6 separate regions of the Sus scrofa genome follow, and regions 1, 2, 3, 4 and 6 are each linked to region 5. The links are chromatin contacts, called in public HiChIP or PLAC-seq and promoter capture Hi-C maps. All regions are on one chromosome and are shown on one strand. Each heading gives the region's core, a stretch centred on a gene start, on an enhancer-like site or on the middle of the called end of the contact. The rest is flanking DNA. Distances are from core to core; before and after follow the strand shown. Region 1 holds the start of FAM114A2 (protein FAM114A2). Region 2 holds the start of GEMIN5 (gem-associated protein 5). Region 3 overlaps LARP1 (la-related protein 1). Region 4 holds the start of LARP1 (la-related protein 1). Region 5 holds the start of SAP30L (histone deacetylase complex subunit SAP30L). Region 6 holds the start of CNOT8 (CCR4-NOT transcription complex subunit 8).

Region 1 (3,120 bases), core at 73-2,572, 410 kb before region 5:
TCTCTAGTTCCTCATAATCGGCACCCAAATCCACCTGACTCATTTAGGTTACCTGATTACCCCCCATGGGCATCTGAACATGCAACACCTGCCTTAAAAGGGCACTTAGGATTTTGACAGATGAAGATGTCAGTGAGAGAATTCAAGGGTGTGGAAACAACACATAAGGAAAGCTCAAAGGTCTGGTATGACAACGTGGAATACAGACAGATGCCAAGAGTAGTTAATACAGCAGGAAAAATAATGGGAAAGCATAAGGAAGAAAAGCAGATTTATATAACATCATGGATCCTAGTTATCAAACCATACATCGTATACATACATTATACATTTTCAAAACACATAGGAAAAAAATAATCTGGACACAACTACTTACAGACATACAAAACAACTCTGAAATATTCATTCATTTACTTGCAAACATTTTTTGAGTACCTGTTATATGCCAAGCTCTGGAGACTGAAAGCTAATTTTAAACAATTTCTGCCCCATTTATTCCAGAGGCCTAATAGGAAAGACTACACAGTGCTTGCACAAAATTCAATCCACTTCTTGTGTAGCTGAGTAAATACACACTTTTAAAAAGTTACCTTTTGGCTCTCCTTACACTCTCCAAGCTACAACACATAACAAGAAACCATATAGAGAATACGTTATATATAATAAATAACATAAAGGGCTCTGTGGTTAGGCTGACTTTCTCCCAACTCTGTACTGCACTGACTCGGGAAAGTTCGTTCACCTATCTGCGCCTCTCGTGTTCTTATCTGTAAAATGGTGCGAGTAATACCACTTGCCAAGGCTCCGAGAAAGACGAAACTGAATGTGTGAGGGGTTCGGAACAGAGCCTGGCACAAAAACGCTCACGGGTAACAGCCGCCGTTAGTACGTGGTGGTTGTGCGGATCATTACTATCGTTATTAACCACGATTTGTCTCTAGACGAACAAAATTCGCTCTGCCTTCTTCCCAATTACAAGAACAGGTGCCAAACGGAGATCTAGAGTAAAGCTCCGCTCCTAACTTCTCCGACTTAAGAATTCCTGACGAGAACTCCCCACACAAGCGTTGCGCTTCAATAACCAAGGCGCTTCCGCAGCCTCAGCGCCCACCGCGAGGCGCCCGCCTCCCAGCCCCAGGCCTCTCCCTCCCCTTCTCCGGCGACCCCTGAACCCCACACTCCGCCAGCCTCCTCCCGCGAAGCCCCACACGCAACCCGCCGCTTCCCTCACCGTTGCCACAGCTGCCGAGGGGCCGCTCCTAGTGCCCCGGAAGTCCTCCTTCAGTGAGGAGACGGCCTCGCCTACCCGAGAGAACTTCCGGGTCAAGCAGCCTCTCGGGCCGGAAGAAGCTCCGCACCCGTCTGGTGAGTGAGGGCTCGTTCGGGGTCACTGCTGGGGAGCTCCTGGGCGTGCCGAGGCGTGGGTTTGAACCTATGGGACGGGGTACGACGTGAAGGATGCTGGGGTATCGCTGCCCTTTTTAAGCCTGGCCTACAAGCGTTCGGCCATCGTATGTTTACTGAGTTCCTCTTCAGGCACCACTCTGGACGCTTGTGATACCCTGGTTTACGAGCGACTATAGCCTTGCTCGCAAGTAGTTGACGTCCTAGTGGAGGAGGCCTTCCATAAGCAAGTCGGCAAACATGATTATCTAGGATGATAGTGAATGCTTTAAAGAAAATGAAACAGGATAAAGTGACGAAACGAAGCGAAGGAGTAAACCTAATGAAGATTTGCAGAAGAGTCTAAGAGGCAGAAGGAATAGCGAGTGCAAAGCCCGTATAGTGGAAACAAACTGAGCCAGGTCAAGGAAAAGGAAAAAGGCTACTGAGAGTGGAGCGAAAAGAGGAAGGTGAGACCGGAGACTTAAAGTGGCCAAATCTTGTAGGGTCTACGAACCAGCATAAGGATTTTGACTTTTTGGAAAGCAGTGGAAAAGCATTGAAGGTTTCTGTGCAGAAAAGTGACATGTTCAGATTTATGACTTTAAACCACTCCTGACCCCTCTTCAGAAAGATGTATTTCTTCAGTTGCCCTTGAGCAGGGAGAATGCATGAAACCCAAACTGACAGCCAGAACCTCACTGGGGGTGCCTTCATTATACAGATGTGAAAAACTGAGTCCCAGAGAGGTGAAAGGACCTGGCCTTTTAAGAACTCAAGTCTTCCAACTCGATTTAATGCTTTCAGAATTATCGTTTTAATGTCTGTATATAATAATTGTCACTTCCTAAAACCCTTTGGGTTGTTTGCTTTGCTTCCAATGGTGTCTTTTTAAATATAGGGCCATCATTATCACCTGGGAGCATGTTAAAAATACCTATTCCAAAAAACCCAAAAACATTAAGTATAAAGTAGGTGTTTTTCTCTGGTTTTCTATTGTAATGGAAAATGCATAGAATTGGGGGTTCAAGAGTTGAATCTCGGGAGTTCCCTTCATGGCTCAGCAGTTAATGAGCCTGACTAGGATCCGTGAGGATGTTGGTTAGATCCCTGGCTTCACTCAGTGGGTTAAGGATCCAGCATTGCCGTGAGCTGTGCTGTAGGTCACAGACGTAGCTCGGATTTCACGTGACTGTGGCTGTGGTGTAGGCTGGCAGCTATAGCTCTGATTTGAACCCTAGCCTGGGAACTTCCCTGTGCCGCTAGTGCCGCTCTAAAAAGCAAGGGGCAGGGGAGAAGAATTGAATCTCAGTAAGCCACTTTACTACGTCTTAACCTTATCTTTAAAATACTGCTGATAATATAGCAAAAAAAAGTTCAAACTTTTTGGTCTTAGGATTCTTTGACTCTTGTAAAATTTATTTAGAATGTCAAAGAGGTTTTGCATAGCTTCAGTCATCAGTATGCCATTTTAGATATCAAAACAACTTTCAAAAAAGTTATTAATGTATTTTAAATGATGAATGAATTACATGTTAACATAAGTAGCACTTCTATGAAGAATATTTTCCCGGAGTTCCCATCGTGGCACAGTGGTTAAGGAATCTGACCAGGAACCATGAGGTCTCGCGTTTCATCCCTGGCCTTGCTCAGTGGGTTAAGGATCCGGCGTTGCCGTGAGTTGTGGAGTAGGTCGTGTAGGTTAGCGTCTACAGCTCCAATTAGACCCCTAGCCTG
Region 2 (3,383 bases), core at 157-2,656, 430 kb after region 5:
AAGGAGGCAGCAGTGCAGTTTGCTGACCTCTTATTTATATTCACCTCCTTCCAGAAAAGTTTTTAAGTATCTTACCATATAGAGCTTATCTAATGAACGAAAACAATTACTTGCACAGATAAGCTAGCAAAACTATACTTGAAGCAAGAGAACTCTGGCAGATATATAATAATGGCCTGAGAAACTAGTAAGCCACGGTACCTGATGGAGTGCATGTTCGGTCACAACTGTTTTTGTCTCTACATCCCAGATTTTCACAGTCCCATCGTCAGAGCTGGTGGCACAGAGGTTGTATTGACCCAGGTGATGACAAAATGTGAAGCCAGAGACCCTTTCGGTGTGTCCCACCAACTCCCCTATGACTTCAAGCAAAATCAGATTCCAGGTTAAAGTGCTACCTAAGCTTCCTTGGCAGAATCTTACTGTTAAGTGGTGATTGAGACTTCACTTAGCCCATGGAAGAACTCACAATTAGAGACCCCAAGTGCTGGTACTGCCTTTACCTGGGTTTAGACATGTCTTTTTTATCTCCTTGGGCCTCAGTCTTCTCAAATCTATAAAATGCTGTTCATATCCCTTGATATGCCCAGTTCTCAGACTGAGGAGCAGCTCAGTGGAAGCAAGTAAAAGAGATTCTTATCTAGATCTAGCCAGACATCGTTTGGAACAGAATAAATATCTGGCATCCCATATCCTAAGGCATAAGCAAAACCTGGGTTGGAGCCTGAAAGCATCCGGCTCAAGTCCTTCATCTTACAGAAATTAGTATCATAAATTTGCAAGATCTCCCTTAAGGCGTGCAGCTATTAGGCAGCCCTCAACCCCAAGGAGCTCTCAGGGGGCCCGCACGCACTGGGTTGGGGAGGAAGGCCTAGATGTTCTAAATATCTGAAAAGAGACAGGGTTAACTTTTCAGTAAGCAGAGGATCCACGTGAGAGCGCCAGGAGGCGGGACCGCTCGGCCACAGCGTGGTGTATAGCTCAGCCTTGTAGACTGGGACGCGAGTCAGCTTAGTTGGCCGTAAGGAGACCCTTCTCCTTCCCGAGCCTCAGTTTCCTCATCTAAAGAGATGGGGGTGGCTAGAAATGCCCACTCGGAGCCTGCAGGGAACTCAGGAAGGGCAAGAGGGCTGGGGCCAAGAGGTGGGGAATTACCTCGAAATGGGGGCGTCCCTGGTATCGCGTCCGCGCCTGGGCCCACGCGGACAAGGAAGACGGAGGTCCGTGCCGCGAAGCCGAAGAGGCCCCCGGGCACGGCATCGCTGCATCGGGAGCAGTACCAGTTAGGGGAGGGCGGCAGCGTGCGCGGTTCCTGAGCCATGATCACTGCCACCCAGGGATGAGGGAAGCAACTACTTGCGCAGACCTTTCGTAGCCCCACGCTGTAGCCAGGAAGGGGCGGGGTTGACTCGGAGCCCCGCCCCTTCGGGCCCGCCGCTACGGCGCGCGCGGAGGTCCAGGCCGCACCGCTGGCTCGGCTACTGGTGTCGCTGGGCTGGGAAGGGCGGGGTCCAGAGCGCGGCGCTCCGCCGCGGAACCTCGCCTGCGGCTGGAGCGTCTAGGGCGGCTGGAGCCCAGCCCAGGGGTTAGGCATTTTTCACTTCTCACAGCAATTAAGAGGTTAGAACGCTTTTTTCCCTGGACCTATTCAACCCCTATCCCATCAAATATTTTTTTTAAAGGGTTTCCGCAACTGGGTGAAAATTCTGTCTCTGGGTTTTTGATACTCAAGTAAAAGCAGAATAGTGACTCTTTTGATCTGATTACCCGTCAACTCTGTGAAGGGACTATATGTTAAGTGCTGTGGAGGAAAAAGAACGGAAGTTCCCTTCCAGCTCAAACATCCTAAAATGCTCAGATTCTGTACTTACACTCTTCTACTCCCTATTGCATGTTTGCATTGGGTATCTTGAACTCCGGCATACCCAGCAAATAAAATTTGAGATATCTCTGCAAATAAAGGGAGGTCAAATATATTTGGATGTGGGTACGACCATAACTTTGGAGGCATCCAACCCTAGATTGACCTCTTTTTTCCAGTTGTCTGAGACTTTAACCTATCCTAAACCTGTTTCTCATTTGAAGAAGGAAGATGATAATCCAGGCCTTGTTGGATTGCTGTGGGGAATACATGAGATTTAGTCAAATGCCTACTGGCCATATTTGGCAGCAAGTGCCTGACGATTATTAACTCTTAGCTCTTGGAGGTGAACCTGGAGCATCATACTTTGTATTTGAACTGCTTGTTCTTTATTTTCAATTATTTATTTTACTACTATTATTATTTTTGCTTTTTAGGGTCACACCCGCGGCATATGGAGGTTCCCAGGATAGGGGTTGAATCGGAGCTGTAGTCACTGGCCTAGGCCATAGCCACAGCAACGCCGGATCCTTAACCTACTGAGCGAGGCCAGGGAACAAACCAGATTCCTTTACGCTGCGCCCTGACGGGAACTCTTGTTTTCATTTATTTATCAAATATTTTCAATATTATATTAATTTCAGGTGTACAACGATTCACAATTTGTAATGATTCCATTCAAAAGTATTATAAAATATTGGCTATATTTCCTGTGCTGTACAATAGATCCTTGTAGCTTATTTTATACCTAGTAGTTTGCATGTTCTTTAAAAGAGCTTTCACATGATCTCTAGTGATCTTTACTAGCCAGTGCCATAGGGATACTTATTTGTTTTACTGACAACAAAACCGAAACCTTCCCAGGTTAATTGGCTTGTTCACGGTCTCTGTTTTCCTAACCCTTCAGGCCATTTGTGAGGTGTTATCCAGTTTTTCCGGATCCTGACGAGTTTCCGGAAAATCGCTAGGTTGGAGCCTTTATTAAGTCATTCATTCCCTAGCAAGGCTGGCCCAACCGCACCTTTTACTCCTGAAGCGTGTTCGAAGTCTCCATGACAACCCCCTAGGCGTCTTTGGGACCCGGGATTGGGGGCGGGGAGAAAGCCGGAGAATCGCGCACGCGTCTTGCCCACGCGGCGTTTGAACGCGGAGGCTTCCGTAGCGGGAGGGAGAAAGATGGCGGCGGCGGTACTGGAGCGTTTGGGTAAGGACCGTTTAGGGCTTAAGAGATGGAAGAAAGGAGTGACGTGGGAGTCTAAATTGACGGCCTTTGTTGATTTTGCAGGTGGGTTATGGATGCAGAATCTCAGGGGGAAGCTGGCTTTGAGGTAAGTCGCCTCGGAGTTGCAGAAAGCTCCATGTTAGTTTTTCAGTCCGTCACTGAGAGCCCAGTGCCTGGCGCTGGTTTAGGCTCCGAGGTTAGCAAACTGGACATCCAGAGTGTCTGCTGTGCCACCTCGTTTTTTCGCTGCCGTACTGCATAGCCCTGCGGGGATCAGGATGTCTTCCTATGACCTATGGG
Region 3 (3,263 bases), core at 272-2,771, 310 kb after region 5:
AGAGAACCTGTCTAGATGCTCCCATTTGCTTTCTTACATCCCAAAAGGAGATGTCTTTTAACTGCAGGTTTCTGTCATATTGTCTGTAAGGAGGCTCAAAATAAACCTTAGTGCTCACTTACAGTTATTAAGTCATTCAGCCACCTTTTTACTCAGCAAAATATGGTTACAAAATGTTTGGTTCATCTGCCTTACTTCCCTCTTCGTGTGTGTGTGTGTGTGTGTGTAAGTTTTATTGATGGACTTTTTGAGTTTCTACTTTGTGTCTAGCATGAATAATGCTGCTGTGAACATTCCTATAGATGTTTTTGTGGGAACACACATTTTCATTTACCTTGGGCGGAAGAGTGAGATTCCTGCGTCGTATCATAGGGTAACTCTCTCTGACCTTTTGAGGAACTTTAAGACTGTTTTCCAAAGTGACAGCACCATTTTGTATTCCTAAGAGCAGTGTTTGGGGGTTCTGATTTCTCCATGTCCTACCAACACTTATTATAGTTTATCTTTTTGAGGATAGCCATCCTGCTGGTGTGTGCGAGTGTGCAGTAATAACTTTTTTTTTTGGCCGTACCTGTGGCATATGGAAGTTCCCAGGCCAGAGGTCAAATTCAAGCCACAGCTGCAGCAACACCAGATCCTTAATTCACTGCCAGGACAGGGGTCAAACCCATGCCAAATGATACCTTCTTCTGGGTTTGATTATTAGCCTTTCCCTGGTAGCTAATAATGTTGAGCATTTTTTCATGTGCTTTTGAGCCATTTATATATTTTCTTTTGAGAGATGTCTATTCAGATCTTTATTTTTTAACCAGATTATTTGTTTTTATTTTAAGTTGTAATTTTGTTGTTGTTGTTTTGCTTTTAAAGTTGTATTGAAGTTTAATTGACTTACAGTGTTTTGATAATTTCTGCAGTACAACAAAGTGATCCAGCTATACATAGACAGAGTGCCCAGTGCCCAGCAGCAGGGCCTGACACACTGTACTTAGCATTCAGTAAATACCTTCCCAAAGACTTAAGGGGCAGGTGATGAGTGAGGGAAGGAGAAAGGACTGATGTCCTTGAGTCCCAGGATCATTTGTCCCCATAGCACAGGCAGTCCAGCCCTAACACAGTCTTTCCTTCTTCCTCCCCCATCAGAGCGGAAACGCTTAGGCATTGGCCAGTCTCAGGAGATGAACACTCTCTTCCGCTTCTGGTCTTTCTTCCTCCGAGATCACTTTAACAAGAAGATGTATGAGGAATTCAAGCAGCTGGCTCTGGAGGATGCCAAAGAAGGCTACAGGTGAATGGGATCAGGGGTGGTGAGGGGTCCCTGTTGGGTCTGCTTCCAGAAGTATAATTGGAAATTTATTGTGTATATGCTTCATACTCTTTATTTCAAAAATGTATTACTTTTGTGTGGGTACTACATTTACATGATTGAGAACTCAAAGAGGTCAGAAGGTTACACAGTAAGACGTCTCCTCATCTTAGTTCCCCAGCCAGCTGGTTCCTTTTCCCACAGCCAGCAAGTACTGTTAGAATCTTGTGGATCTTCTCTAAAAAGGGAACTTTGCTTTATAAGTTCCCTTGTGGCTTGGTGAGTTAAAGATCCAGCCATGTCACTGCAGCAGTTTGGGTCGCTGCTATGGCATGGATTGGCTCCTTGGCCCAGGAGTTCTTGTTGTTTTGTTTTGTTTTTTAGGGCCACACCCATAGTATGTAGAGGTTCCCAGGCTAGGGTCTAATCAGAGCCATAGCTGCCAGCCTACACCACAGCAACATCAGATCCGAGCCATGTCTGCGACCTAAACCACAGTTCATGGCAACGCTGGATTCTTAACCCACTGAGTGAGGCCGGGGGTCGAACGCAACCTCCTGGTTCCTTATCACATTCGTTTCCACTGTGCAAGGACAGGAATTCCTGGCCCAGGAGTTTCTAAATAAATAAACAAAATTTAAAAATGCAAGTACTTTGCTTATTATGTAGGCGAGGGCAGACCTATGTAGTCTTCCACACACAACGTTTCACCCCTTTTGTTTACACAAAAGATGGTCTCTTTTGGATACTATTTTGTAGCTTTTTGCTTTTTTACTTATTTATTTATTTGTTTTTGGCCGTGCCCACGGAATGTCTAAGTTCCTCGGCCAGCAATCAAGATTACACCTGAGCCACAGCAGTGACCGGAGCCACTGCAATGACAACACTAGATCCTTACCTGCTGTGTCACAAAGGAACTCCATTGCTCTATTTTAGAGATCATTCCATATCCATGTATAAATAACTTTCTTCTTCTTTTTTATAGCTCCTGTGGTCTTAGACTGTATGGATATACAATAATTTACTTAATTATAGACTGTTAGGGTGTTTTGGCTGCATCCATGGCATTCAGAAGTTCTGGGACCAGGGATTGAACCTGAACCACAGCAGTTACAATGCCGGATCCTTAACTCTGTGCCTCCAAGAAACTCCTAACCAGTCTCCTACTAATAGACACTTGAGTTGGTTCCAATATTTTGCTCTTTTAAAACAACAAAAAACTTTTAAAAAGATACTTTTTTTTTCCTCCCAAGTAAAATGTTCTCTCTGTAAGCAGTTTGTAAAGGGATAGCAATATTGAAAGAGCTGGGAGAGAAAGATGCCCTTCAGTCCAGAGACAACCAGTGTTAATGTTCAGTCGTATTTCGTGTATTTAGATCATGCATTGAATGCCTTTTTTATTTATGTCTTATTTATCATTTAAAAGAATGAGCGTTTTTCTGTGTCTTTAAGATATTTAACTTTTTTGTCTTCCTAGAGAAGACAGTCCATGTTTTTGCTGGAAGTTTAGAAAATAGAGTTAAAAAAAATTTTTTTTTTTCCTTTTGCTTTTTGTGGCTCCCCCACGGCATCTGGAAGTTCCCAGGCCAGGAGTCAAGTTGGAGCTGCAGCTGCCAGCCTACAATGCCACAGCTACAGCAACACCAGATCCAAGCCTCTCTGACCTACAGTCACACACTGCGGCGACTCTAGATCCTTAACCCACTGAGCAAGGACAGGGATCAGACCTGCTTCCTCATGGATACTAGTCAGATTCTTAACCCACTGAGCCACAGCAGGAATAGTCGTGTCCTGTCAGACTTTGTACACGTGCAGATATAAAATACATATTTGTTTACAAAAATGGACATTCTACATGTAACACTTCTCATTATCCATCAATGTATATTTACATTGTAATTTTTAATATATTTTGTTGTAAAGAGTTAACATGATTTTTCTTAACCACTTCTGCAAGACA
Region 4 (3,502 bases), core at 620-3,119, 260 kb after region 5:
TTGTTCAGTGGGTTAAGAAGCTGGCATTGCAGTGGCTGTGGTGTAGGCCAGCAGCTGCAGCTCCAATTTGACCCCTAGCCTGGGAACCTCCATATGCTGCCGGTGCAGCCCCTAAGAAGAAAAAGAAAAAAAAAAAAAAAAAATTGAAGCTGCAGCTGTCAGCCTACACCACAGCCGCCACAGCTCATGGCAATGACAGATCCTTAACCCACTGAGCAAGGCCAGGGTTCGAACCCATGTCATCATGGATACCAGTTGGGTTCTTAACCCATTGAGCCACAACAGGAACTCCTTTTTTTTTTTTTTTTTTTAATAGTTGATTTACAATGTTTTGTCAGGTGTGTGTTCTAATCCCTGTTGTGGAGATGCCCAACACTCAGGGTTTTGATTGATGGGTTTTTTGGTTTGTTTTCTGTTTTTGGCTGCAACTGGGGCATGTGGAAATGCCAGGCCAGGGATGGAACCTGTACCACAGTTGCAACCTGTGCTCCAGCTTTGGCAACCTGAGAGCTTTAACCCACTGTGCCACACAGGAACTTTTAGGTTATTTCTTAAGCGGGTGGGATCCCATCTAGCCAGAGGCCAGGACTTCTCCAAGTGAAGTGTGGAACCACAAGCACCCAAGGGTCTTGTTAGATATGCAGATTTCTGGATCCAAATGCTTTGGAATCTGCATTCAGGGTTTTCCCTCATCATTGAAACTAATCTAGTCTAACCTATTACTGTAAATTATTGTCTTAGATGCAAGACAAGCACCTGTTTCTCAGTTTGTTGTCTTTCTCACCATCTTAGAATGTAAATTCCGTGAGGATAGGGACTTTGTTAGCCTGGTTTATTTCCAAACTCTGTTTCCTAGGACCTCCACGGTAAATATTTATTTAATTGAATGTGCACTAAAATTTGGAACCGCTGTCACACCATTCTTTATTTTACAGTAGGGAAACTGAGGCCCAAAGACTGCAGAGTTGGTAAAGGGCAGGATCAAGGTCAGTATAAAAATCTCAGAACTCCTGAGTCTCATTCGGGCATTGGTTCATCTCTGCCCCAAGCAATCTTTATAAAAAATGAAATCCACTTGACAAAAAAGACATTTTCTGCCCATAAAACTTGGTTTCAGAACTTGGCTGGGTTGGGAGCGCTTGGTTATCCCCAGCTCACTTCCTAGGCGCGCGCGATGCCCCCAAGGGGTAAAGGCCCGCCTTCCAGACCGGGCGTCGAATCCAACTCGGGGCAGTGTCCCCGGCCGGGGCGGCGGGGAGGAGCCGAGCACAGTCCGCGGAGGTGAGACAGGCTCTCCCAAGGTCACCCAGGCGGGGCTTGGAGGAGCCAGGCCCACAGGACGCCAGGGAGCCGGCAGCACCCCCCTCCACCATCCCTTAAATCGAGGGTGACATTAATGGCTCCTTCCCTGGAATCTGGCGCACCCAACGTAAAGAGCGCGAGCAGGCCCAGCCGGCCGCGTGGCCGGTTCCCATGTGCTCCACCTGCTGCCGCTCTCACGCGCTACCTCTTTAAGACACTTCCCCCACTTTACCACCCCTTCTCTCTAGCCCGGCTCACTGCCCCACCCCCCTTCCGAATTGCATCAGGCACGTGCTCGCCCCCGTCGGGTCTGAGTACCCCTCACCAGCCAGCGCCGGAGGTGCGCCGAGAAATTGGAGGCGAGGGGCGGGGCGAGGGGCGGGGCCGCGGGGCCGTACGGGCGCGCTCCCGCCGCCTTCGCCCGTTCGTCGCCCAGGGCCGGCCCTAGCGGGCGCGCCCCCGCTGCGCCCTCCCCTCCCCCGCCCGCTGCGTCGCGAGGCGCGTGCCCGCCCGCCGCCTGCCGCGGATCGCGTGGTCAGCTCGGCTCGCCGCGCCTCTCCCCCGTCCGTCCATATTGCTGCAGCCCCCGAGCCGGGAAGCCCGGGCCGCCCCGGGGGCGGGGGGGAGGGAGGGACGGGACGAGAAGCTTGCCAGGCTCGGGGTGGGGGCGCCTTGCGAGGAACGGGCGGGGGGGACGCGCGCCGAGGAGGCCTGGACCGCAGAGTGGGGGGCCTTCCTCCCCCCCCCCGCCCCGCCAGCAGGCCTTGGATTTACGGCGGCTGCATCCGACCGGGAGGGGGGCCGCGCCTAGCGTGAACCCGGACCCTTCTCCGCAGGCACTGGGGCCCAGCGCCCCGGAGGAAGGAGTCGCGGGGGCTCTGAGAGCCAAGTTCGAGGCGGGGGAGGCAGCCTCGGGCGCGCCCGGCTTCTCCGGGGGGGCGGGCGCGCAGATGGCCACTCAGGTGGAGCCGCTGCTGCCGGGGGGCACCCCGCTCTTGCAGGCCGAAGAGCACGGGGGGCTGGTGAGGAAGAAGCCGCCGCCGCCGCCGCCCGAGGGCAAGGGCGAGCCCGGGGCGAACGACGTCGGAGGGGGGGAGCCGGACGGCGGCGCCCGGAGACCTCGGCCGCCCTACGCCAAGCCGCACAAGGAGGGCACCGGGCAGCTGGAGCGCGAGAGCCCGCGGCCGCCGCAGCCTCCCGGCGCCGAGGGCCTGGCAGTCAGCGACGGAGAAGAGGGCGGCGGCGAGCCGGGCGCTGGCGGAGGAGCTGCGGGAGCCGCGGGCGCCGGGCGCCGAGACTTCGTGGAGGCCCCTCCGCCCAAGGTGAACCCGTGGACTAAGAACGCGCTGCCGCCGGTCCTGGCCACCGTGAACGGACAGTCTCCTCCAGGTGGGTCTCCCTGCTTGTGATCTTGGGTTCGGGGGCCTCTTCCGGGGCCTTAGGCGTCCCCTCCCCCAGCGGCCTCCAGGGCCCGGGGGTCCGCCACTGGTCCTGGTGACTCGGGTTTTTTTTTTTTTTTTTTTTTTTTATTAGCTCCCTTTAATTTAGGTCGCCATACCCTGCCCCCCAGCATGCTCGGGAACCTGTCCCTACCGGAGGGCCCGGCCTCCGGGAGGCTATAGCCACCGCCCGGGCCGCAGCGGTTAGTGGGCAACGGCGTGGTTCGGGCCTACCTCGCCGGGAGAGGGTGGGCGCTGGTTTCGGTGAAAAAAGCCCTTTCCCTCCCACCGCGTGTTTGTGTAGGAGACTGTTTGTAGCCTGAAACATTTCTCGGGAAGCCCCCTCTTCCCACCTCGCCCCTTGCTGTCCGTTTTGGTGGCGTTGCGATTGTCCCTATGTTGTAAATGTTTAATGAGCATATGTCATGGGCAGCAAAACACCCGGCGACGAGTTTATACCGACCACAAGGATTCGGGATTTAAAAGTTAAGTTTTTTGCTCGAGCACATAGTGTTAGGCGGTAGAATGGCTACTGGCGAAAGGTTGAGGGGTCTATTGCAGGGAGAATCGGGAGGAAAGGAAACCCAGCATGTCCCTGAATTGGGTGCTTTCCCTGTCTGCTCCCGGGGACCTTCCGCCTTTAGACCATGCCTCTGGATGGCGAGTGTGCGGGGATCCAGTAAGGGGGAAATGTAAGGCGAGTAAGGGGGCATGCGGCGACGCGAGGGGCGTGCGGCGGCGGGCGAGGGAGTGGCGGGGCC
Region 5 (3,209 bases), core at 441-2,940:
TTCTCAACATGGAATCTGGTAGCTTCCCCTTTGCTACAAGACACAAACCAGAAGCCTCTTCAGTGCCTCCTAGTACCACCAAAATAGGGACACGTGCTTCCCTAACACTCCCGGTCACATTCCCTTTCACTCTCCTTCCCCCGCACAACCCCCGTCCCCACAAATGCTGCCCAGTCCTGAAAGACTGCAAGATCCTGGGCTAGTCTCCTCGGGCCTTTGGCCCTCACTTGTCCCCAGGCTACCAGTGGAGAGGTGGCCTGACTAGGCATTCTAGATTAGAGGCTCTTCCTGCGGCGCTGGGTGTGTGTGACGCCCTGAGCACCGAACCCCACGCACTGGGGCTCCTCAGGGCGCGGTCACCTCCCGGGTAAACCCGGAGGCTTAAAGCCATAGGAGCTACAGTTTACAGAGCTCCAGGGAGGGCCCAAAATACAGCAAGCACTTCCTCTCGCCGAGATTGGCCCATCCTTTCTGCATTTTCCTCCGCAGCTCCTCCTCTTACCGCGGTTCGCCTAGTCCACCCTCTAGACCTTATCTCGACTTCCGATTCTTCCCAGCGGAAGGGTCACCACAGCCCCTCGGGTTCCTTTCCCCCTCTCCTCTTTCCGAGCAGACCCAGCCAGTCCCTGTCTCCGCAGTGGGAGAGGGTCCGCCACCCACAAGCTTCTGACTATCTTTCAAGACCCGCCATCAGACACCCACCCACCTTCACCTCTTCCGCACGTCTTTCCTTGTATCTGCTCCGATTGTCCCCCTGTCTTTCCCGCCATGGCTGTCCTCTGTCCTGTTTCACGCACCCTAACTCCTGCCGCTCTGCAGGTCCTCAGGCCCTGGTCCTTCCGTTTTGCCCAGTCTGTCCCTCTCATGACAGTACCTCTCTTCCCTCTAGGTCCCCCCTCACATGCCCTCCGTGTATATGTCCCTCCGTGCCCCCGCCCACGTCTGTACTCTGTCCGCTCCCGAAGTGATCCTCTGTTTCCAGAGTCGGGCCCTCGGTCCAACCGGGACCCTGCTCACCATCCTCCCCGAGCCCGAAGAGTCTACGGCCCGGTTCCCCTCCCTCACCCGGGGAACTCTTCCCTTTTCCACTTTCTCTACTTTGAACCCATCCCAGCAGAGTCCAGGAAGTAGCCAGGCGCCGGGGACTGGCGGTGATGGCGCCCAATGGGACGCGCCAGCGGCGGCGGTGGCCCCGCCCAGATAGAGAAAGCCACCAATGGGCGTGCGGCGGCGGGACTTCCGCTGTCCCGCGGAGGGCGGGGGGAGCGAACTGTTGTGGTGCGGAGCGTTGGGCGGGCGGCGGCCAGGCGGCCCAGGGGCTGCCGCGGGACTCGGGGCGCAGCCGAGCTGCTGCAGGGGTGGGGCGGGCTCGACGCTCCGCGGGGCCCGGGCGCCGCGGGTTCGAGGCCGGGCCCCGCGCGGGGAGGCCGCGCCACCCCGGGAGAGCTGCCCAGTGGCGAGTTTGCCCAGCAGCCGAAAGAAGGCGGGAGCCGGCGGGGGCCCTCGGAACCCCCTGGCAGCCCCGGCCCGGGGTCCCCGGGGAGCGGCTTCTTCCTGGGACGTTCTCTCGGACGTCCTCGCCGAAGGGTAACGGTTCAGGGCCCCCGGCAGAAGGCGCCTCCGGGTGACTCCCGGCGGGGCCCTGCGAGCCGCGGGAGCCGACCCCGGCGCCGCGAGCGGAGAGGAAGGGGCTCGGCGGAGACGCGGGGCCGGGCACCGAAGGACCCGGAGCGCGTCGGAGCGGAGCGGGGCCTCCCTGGCGCGGGGCAGGGCAGCGCCTCGCCTGGAGACGGACTCTGGGACCCTCGAGAGCGGGGGCCTCGGCGACCTGCCCCGCGGGGAGCGCGGCCGCGGAGTGGCCTGCGGGGGACCCTCCCCCAGAGGGGCCGGCCCGGGGCGGGGAAATGAACGGCTTTAGCACGGAGGAGGACAGCCGCGAAGGGCCCCCCGCCGCCCCCGCCGCCGCCCCGGGCTACGGCCAGAGCTGCTGCCTCATCGAGGACGGCGAGCGCTGCGTCCGGCCCGCGGGCAACGCCTCCTTCAGCAAGAGGGTCCAGAAGAGCATCTCGCAGAAGAAACTCAAGCTGGACATCGACAAGAGCGTGAGTCCACCCCCGCCTGGGCCCCCGCGCCGGGCCGCTCTCCGGCCGCTGCCCGGGGCTGCGGGCGGGACTCGGGAGCCCTCCCCGCCCTGGGCCTCGCCGCCCTTTATCTGCACGCTGAGGAGTTGGACTCCGGCTTGCAGAGGCCGCTCGAGCTCTAACTGGGGCTCTGCCCAAATCCGGGAGGTTGGTGGCGGGAGGCTCGGAGGACCCTTCCCGCCCGAGAGGATCTGACACCAGTTTTTAGCTCGTTTATTTGGTTTAGATATGGGAGCAGGAAGAGGTGGCTTCATTTCGTTGGCCCCTGAAGGAGCAGGTATGAGGGAGGGGTGATGAAGGGAGCCGGCTCTCCTCCAACTTCTCCCTTCTTCCCGGATCCCTGTGATTCCTTCCAAAACGGAAAGGTGGCAGTTCCTTCCCTGTATGCGGCGGCCTCGGTTGCCGCAGAGGGTCACCAGGCTCGCCGCTCCGCAGGCTGCGGTGGAGAAATGGGATTTTCAAGGATGTGGCAGCACTAAGGCCGAGACCTGCTCTTGGGAGGTGGCTCTGGCAGTCGAAGTGACTGCAAGGAAGAAAATCCATGTTTATAGGGTTCACTTCTTTAGAAATGCCGGGGAGGGTGGGGTGGGTAATTTAAATTTGAATAGAAAACTTTTCCTGTGTGATTCCTCCACTTCACCAGTTAACTATTCTAAAGATGTGCCTATTGTCAACCAATTGAGAACTTTTTAGTTTGACATCTGTTGCTGCAAGTCTTCTGTGTCTGCCTGGTGATTAGGAATTGGAAATGAGTTGGAGGGGTATTTAATATTCGGGTTAGACCAGCTAAGTGCTTCACATCCATTCTCTTCTAGAACCAAAGTGTCTTCGCTCTTGGGGGGATCAGAGATTGTTCCTTAAACTGAAAGCACCCTCACTTGTCCACCTCTGATTTGAAACTGAAACTGAGGCTCAGAGATAGGAAGTGATGGTGCCAAAGTCACACAGCACCTGTGAGGCTGGTTAATTTCTTAACTCCATTGTCTGATTTACCTGCAAGCCCAATGCATAACTACATCTTTAATGAATAAAAAAAAATTTCCCTGCCCTTTCTTCTAGACTCTTCCC
Region 6 (3,345 bases), core at 661-3,160, 360 kb after region 5:
TGAACATGAGGCATGTGGAGGTTCCCAGGCTAGGGGTCCAATCGGTGCTATAGCTGCTGGCCTACGCCAGAGCCACAGCAGCACAGCATCCAAGCCTTGCTGCAACCTGTACCACAGCTCAAGGCAACGCCAGATCCTTAACCGCTGAGCAAAACTAGGGATCGAATCCGCGTCCTCATGGGTGCTAGTTGGGTTTGTTAACTGCTGAGCCACGACGGGAACTCCCTGAACTCTGTCAGAGATCAAAAGTTTTTTCAGATTGTAATCAGAAGACCGAAATAATACTTAAATGCTTAGTCATGGAACATGATCTCTGCTTTATATTTACGAGAAGTTTGACGCTCTGTTGATAATTTTTAAGTCAGAAGGTTTTTCTGTAACACAGGAAAAGTGGGGACAACATATTTCAAAAGCTGGAAGTTAATTCCACCAATGCCAAGGAAAAAAGCCAGCTGGGTGCACTCTTCAGTTGAATGTAAAGATATATATATGATCTGATAAAAAAACAACATTAAATAAGGCGACTGACCCTGGCTAAGCTTGAGGCCAAGGGCACTGTAACAATGGTATTACTCAATTGATAGGCATCTAGGTATGTCAGCATTACTCTAAGGAATGTAAAGAAGTTTGAGGGGAGCGTTCCTGTCCTGGCTCAGCGGAAACAAAACTGAATAGCATCCATGAAGATGCAGGTTCGATCCCTCGCCTTGCTCAGTGGGTTAAAGATCTAGCGTTGCCAGGAGTTGTGGTATAGGTCGCAGGTGTGGCTCAGATCCTGCGTGGCTATGGCTGTGGTGTAGGCCAGCAACTACAGCTCTAATCTGACTCCTAGCCTGGGAAACTCCATATGCCAAGGGTGTGGCCAAAAAGAAAAAAAAAAAAAAAAGAATTTTGAGGGAGTTCTTGTTGTGGCTCAGCAATAACGAACCTGACTGGTATCCATGAGGTTGCAGGTTTGATCCCTGACCCTGCTCAGCTGGGTAAGGATCCAGTGTTGCTGTGAGCTGTCATGTAGGTCTCAGACTCAGCTCAGATCCTGAGTTGCTGTGGCTCTGGTGTAGGAAAAGAATATAGTTCCCACTTCCATATGCCAAAGATGCGGCTCTAAAAAGCAGAAAGAAAAAAAGAGTTTTGAAACTTGGGCTCATGGAGTGAGTGGTATTATATGCCTGGAGGCATTTACCTTCTGCCCCACTTTCAAAATATTTCAAACACAAATATGTATTTTAGCTTTTCCTACACATTTCCTAGCTTAAGAAATGTACCTTGTTAGATTTACTTAGAATTGGTAATAATAGAAAGGTTTGTCTAGCTAAGGATATCAGCCTGCCTGGTTCTTACAGAGACCCATTTTGCAACCAATGTTTCTGTTTTTTTATACCTATACTCCCCCAGCTGAGAAGATGTGTTCAAGCCTTACTTTCCATAGTCTGTAGTTCAAAAACAATCGTTTTGGAAGTTCCCTTGTGGCGCAGCAGGTTGAGTTAAGGATCCAGTGTCGCTGCATTTCCCTTAAAATGTGAAATTATATTATTGACTATGTTCTTTTCCACCTACCCTTTGATTCCTTTGGTGCTTCTCCCTGCCATCAGCGGTTTACACAATTGTTCCAGTTTTGCAATAGCCTAAGTGCAACATAAAATCCGTTGTTCCACAAATACTCCAAGTTCTCTGGAAATACAAGCGATCAGTGTGTTCATTTTACCTTTACCTTCAGTAACCTGAGAAATGAACACAGTTCTGGGAGAGGGGGTATTGTGGGGTAGGAGATGGAGTGTGTTTCCTGTTTGATTGTTTCAGCAGACACCAGGACCAGTGCTGCAGGAAAAAACAAGCTGTTCCTCACATGACTAGATCCCCAGAGGGCTATCCTCTCCTGAAAGTAATTACAAGTGTATGAAAGGACATTAGAAACTCACAGGACGGGGGAAAGGAGCGTCTTGCCTGCTTTCTCGGCACAGTATTGCTGAACAGAATGATTAAGTCTGCAGCACTAACACAGACTGGATATCTCACGGATGACAAACTGAGGCAGGCCAGAAACACTTCTTTTTTCTTTTCTTTTTTTGTCTTTTTGCCTTTTCTAGGGCCGCACCTGAGGCATATGGAGGTTCCCAGGCTAGGGGTCCAATCGGAGCTATAGCTGCTGGCCTACACCAGAGCCACAGCAACGCCGGATCTGAGCGGCGTCTGCAACCTACCCCACAGCTCACGGCAACGCTGGATCCTTAACCCACTGAGCAAGGCCAGGGATCGAACCCGCAACCTCATGGTTCGTTAACCAGTGAGCTGCGAAGGGAACGCCTAGGAACATTTCTTGGTTGAATACACTTATATATCTTCCTTAGTGCGGTGTGGTTTTCCTATGTATTAACACAGACATTGTGTGAGATTGTTACTCATATCTCTATGTTATGGGAGAAGGAAACAGACTCATCAGGAGGGGAGAAGAGGAGGCGTGTTCAGAAGGTGCATTTGATGGGTTGGGAGTGCACTTTCCTGGAGACTAGCCTTTGGGACTCTAGGTTAGAATTGCCGATGAAGGCTTGCCCTGCCTCCAGCCTGGGAAACGGATGTGGGGTTTTAGAGATTGCTTTTAGGAGGTAATGTTTAAACGTAGAAAGGCGCAGTGATTCGGGGGTGAATTTGAAATCCACTTATCAGCAGCCCCCTTCGAGTGGAGGCATCTAGGAGTGTAACTAGAGCCATGCTCTGCGGAGTCTGCTGCACCGTCCCTCAGGGATAGAGTGGAGTTTCTGAGCCGGTGACTGAGGGCGGCCTGGAATTGTCAGCTGTGTGCGGGAAACCAGCGCTTTGTCTTCTCTCCCACAGCTGGAGAACGCGAGGCAGCGCTGAACCTTCCCCGCCTGGTCAAATACTGCCAAGGACAGGTGTTGGCAAAGAGCTCTCTTCTCAAATAGGATTCACAGTGAATCGGAGGGAAGGTGGGGGCTAAAAGGATACTGCTAAGCGAGGCCGGGGCACCACTGCTCTCGTATGGAGGATCCCACGAGCTCGCCTAGCGTCCGCCAGGTCTCGGAGGTTCTCCGAAAGCGGGAGGGCGGCAGCGCTGGCCCAGTGCCTCCCCCACCGGGCAGCGTCTTCTTTGTTACCCGAGCAAACCCCAGCGGGCTGGCTGCTATGGTAATGCTGGCTGCCCAAACCGGCGAGGGTGGGAGGAGGGAGGCGGGCCTCGGCGGACGTCACCCAGACTCGGTTTGGGGGTGCTGGCCCACCCACAAACAATTGTTTGCCGGAAAGGAAGCTTAAGGCAGAAGTTTTGTAAGTGGGGCCGCGTTAGTACAGAAGGAAGGGGGTCAGGAGCTCCCCCAGCGATCCTGCCCC

What was found. Promoter capture Hi-C pulls out the DNA fragments that hold promoters and counts their contacts. HiChIP or PLAC-seq counts read pairs in DNA pulled down with a chosen protein or histone mark.
Region 1: a contact with region 5 is called in an H3K27ac HiChIP or PLAC-seq map of alveolar macrophages, with 5 times the contacts expected there. The contact joins the promoter of FAM114A2 here to the promoter of SAP30L in region 5. A contact is called at or near these places in 2 of 5 promoter capture datasets (fetal skeletal muscle and liver) and 2 of 2 datasets of contacts at active chromatin or transcription factors (alveolar macrophages and skeletal muscle).
Region 2: a contact with region 5 is called in a promoter capture Hi-C map of liver, with 4 times the contacts expected there. The contact joins the promoter of GEMIN5 here to the promoter of SAP30L in region 5. A contact is called at or near these places in 2 of 5 promoter capture datasets (fetal liver and liver), 3 of 47 Hi-C or Micro-C datasets (alveolar macrophages and liver) and 2 of 2 datasets of contacts at active chromatin or transcription factors (alveolar macrophages and skeletal muscle).
Region 3: a contact with region 5 is called in an H3K27ac HiChIP or PLAC-seq map of alveolar macrophages. The contact joins the enhancer-like site here to the promoter of SAP30L in region 5. A contact is called at or near these places in 4 of 5 promoter capture datasets (fetal liver, fetal skeletal muscle and liver), 12 of 47 Hi-C or Micro-C datasets (blood, embryonic fibroblasts, fetal skeletal muscle and 7 more) and 2 of 2 datasets of contacts at active chromatin or transcription factors (alveolar macrophages and skeletal muscle).
Region 4: a contact with region 5 is called in an H3K27ac HiChIP or PLAC-seq map of alveolar macrophages. The contact joins the promoter of LARP1 here to the promoter of SAP30L in region 5. A contact is called at or near these places in 2 of 5 promoter capture datasets (fetal liver and liver), 1 of 47 Hi-C or Micro-C datasets (liver) and 1 of 2 datasets of contacts at active chromatin or transcription factors (alveolar macrophages).
Region 6: an H3K27ac HiChIP or PLAC-seq map of alveolar macrophages shows a contact between it and region 5. The contact joins the promoter of CNOT8 here to the promoter of SAP30L in region 5. A contact is called at or near these places in 1 of 5 promoter capture datasets (liver), 2 of 47 Hi-C or Micro-C datasets (heart right ventricle and liver) and 2 of 2 datasets of contacts at active chromatin or transcription factors (alveolar macrophages and skeletal muscle).

What each region holds. Positions count from the first base shown.
Region 1 is chr16:69,119,717-69,122,836 of Sscrofa11.1, reverse strand. FAM114A2 (protein FAM114A2) reads right to left here and starts at 1,322. Exons shown (of 14, transcript XM_013984903.2): 1 at 1,232-1,322. MFAP3 (microfibril-associated glycoprotein 3) reads left to right here and starts at 1,284. Exons shown (of 4, transcript XR_001301941.2): 1 at 1,284-1,365.
Region 2 is chr16:68,277,244-68,280,626 of Sscrofa11.1, reverse strand. GEMIN5 (gem-associated protein 5) reads right to left here and starts at 1,406. Exons shown (of 28, transcript XM_013984899.2): 1 at 1,156-1,406; 2 at 202-362. The coding sequence starts at 1,321. MRPL22 (39S ribosomal protein L22, mitochondrial) reads left to right here and starts at 1,524. Exons shown (of 7, transcript XM_021076707.1): 1 at 1,524-1,620; 2 at 3,147-3,189. The coding sequence starts at 3,158.
Region 3 is chr16:68,397,344-68,400,606 of Sscrofa11.1, reverse strand. It overlaps LARP1 (la-related protein 1), which reads left to right. Exons shown (of 19, transcript XM_021076708.1): 16 at 1,141-1,285. Among named protein-coding and RNA genes, the nearest start is that of FAXDC2, 40 kb to the right of the region's middle. Within about 2 kb of position 1,521, at least 2 of the 83 cell types and tissues checked have an H3K27ac peak or open chromatin away from gene starts, as enhancers often do. A contact at or near this core is called in alveolar macrophages, where this site is marked.
Region 4 is chr16:68,449,972-68,453,473 of Sscrofa11.1, reverse strand. It overlaps LARP1 (la-related protein 1), which reads left to right and starts at 1,869. Exons shown (of 19, transcript XM_021076708.1): 1 at 1,869-2,691. The coding sequence starts at 2,253.
Region 5 is chr16:68,708,433-68,711,641 of Sscrofa11.1, reverse strand. It overlaps SAP30L (histone deacetylase complex subunit SAP30L), which reads left to right and starts at 1,690. Exons shown (of 5, transcript XR_308560.3): 1 at 1,690-2,102.
Region 6 is chr16:68,350,585-68,353,929 of Sscrofa11.1, reverse strand. CNOT8 (CCR4-NOT transcription complex subunit 8) reads left to right here and starts at 1,910. Exons shown (of 7, transcript XM_013984900.2): 1 at 1,910-2,031.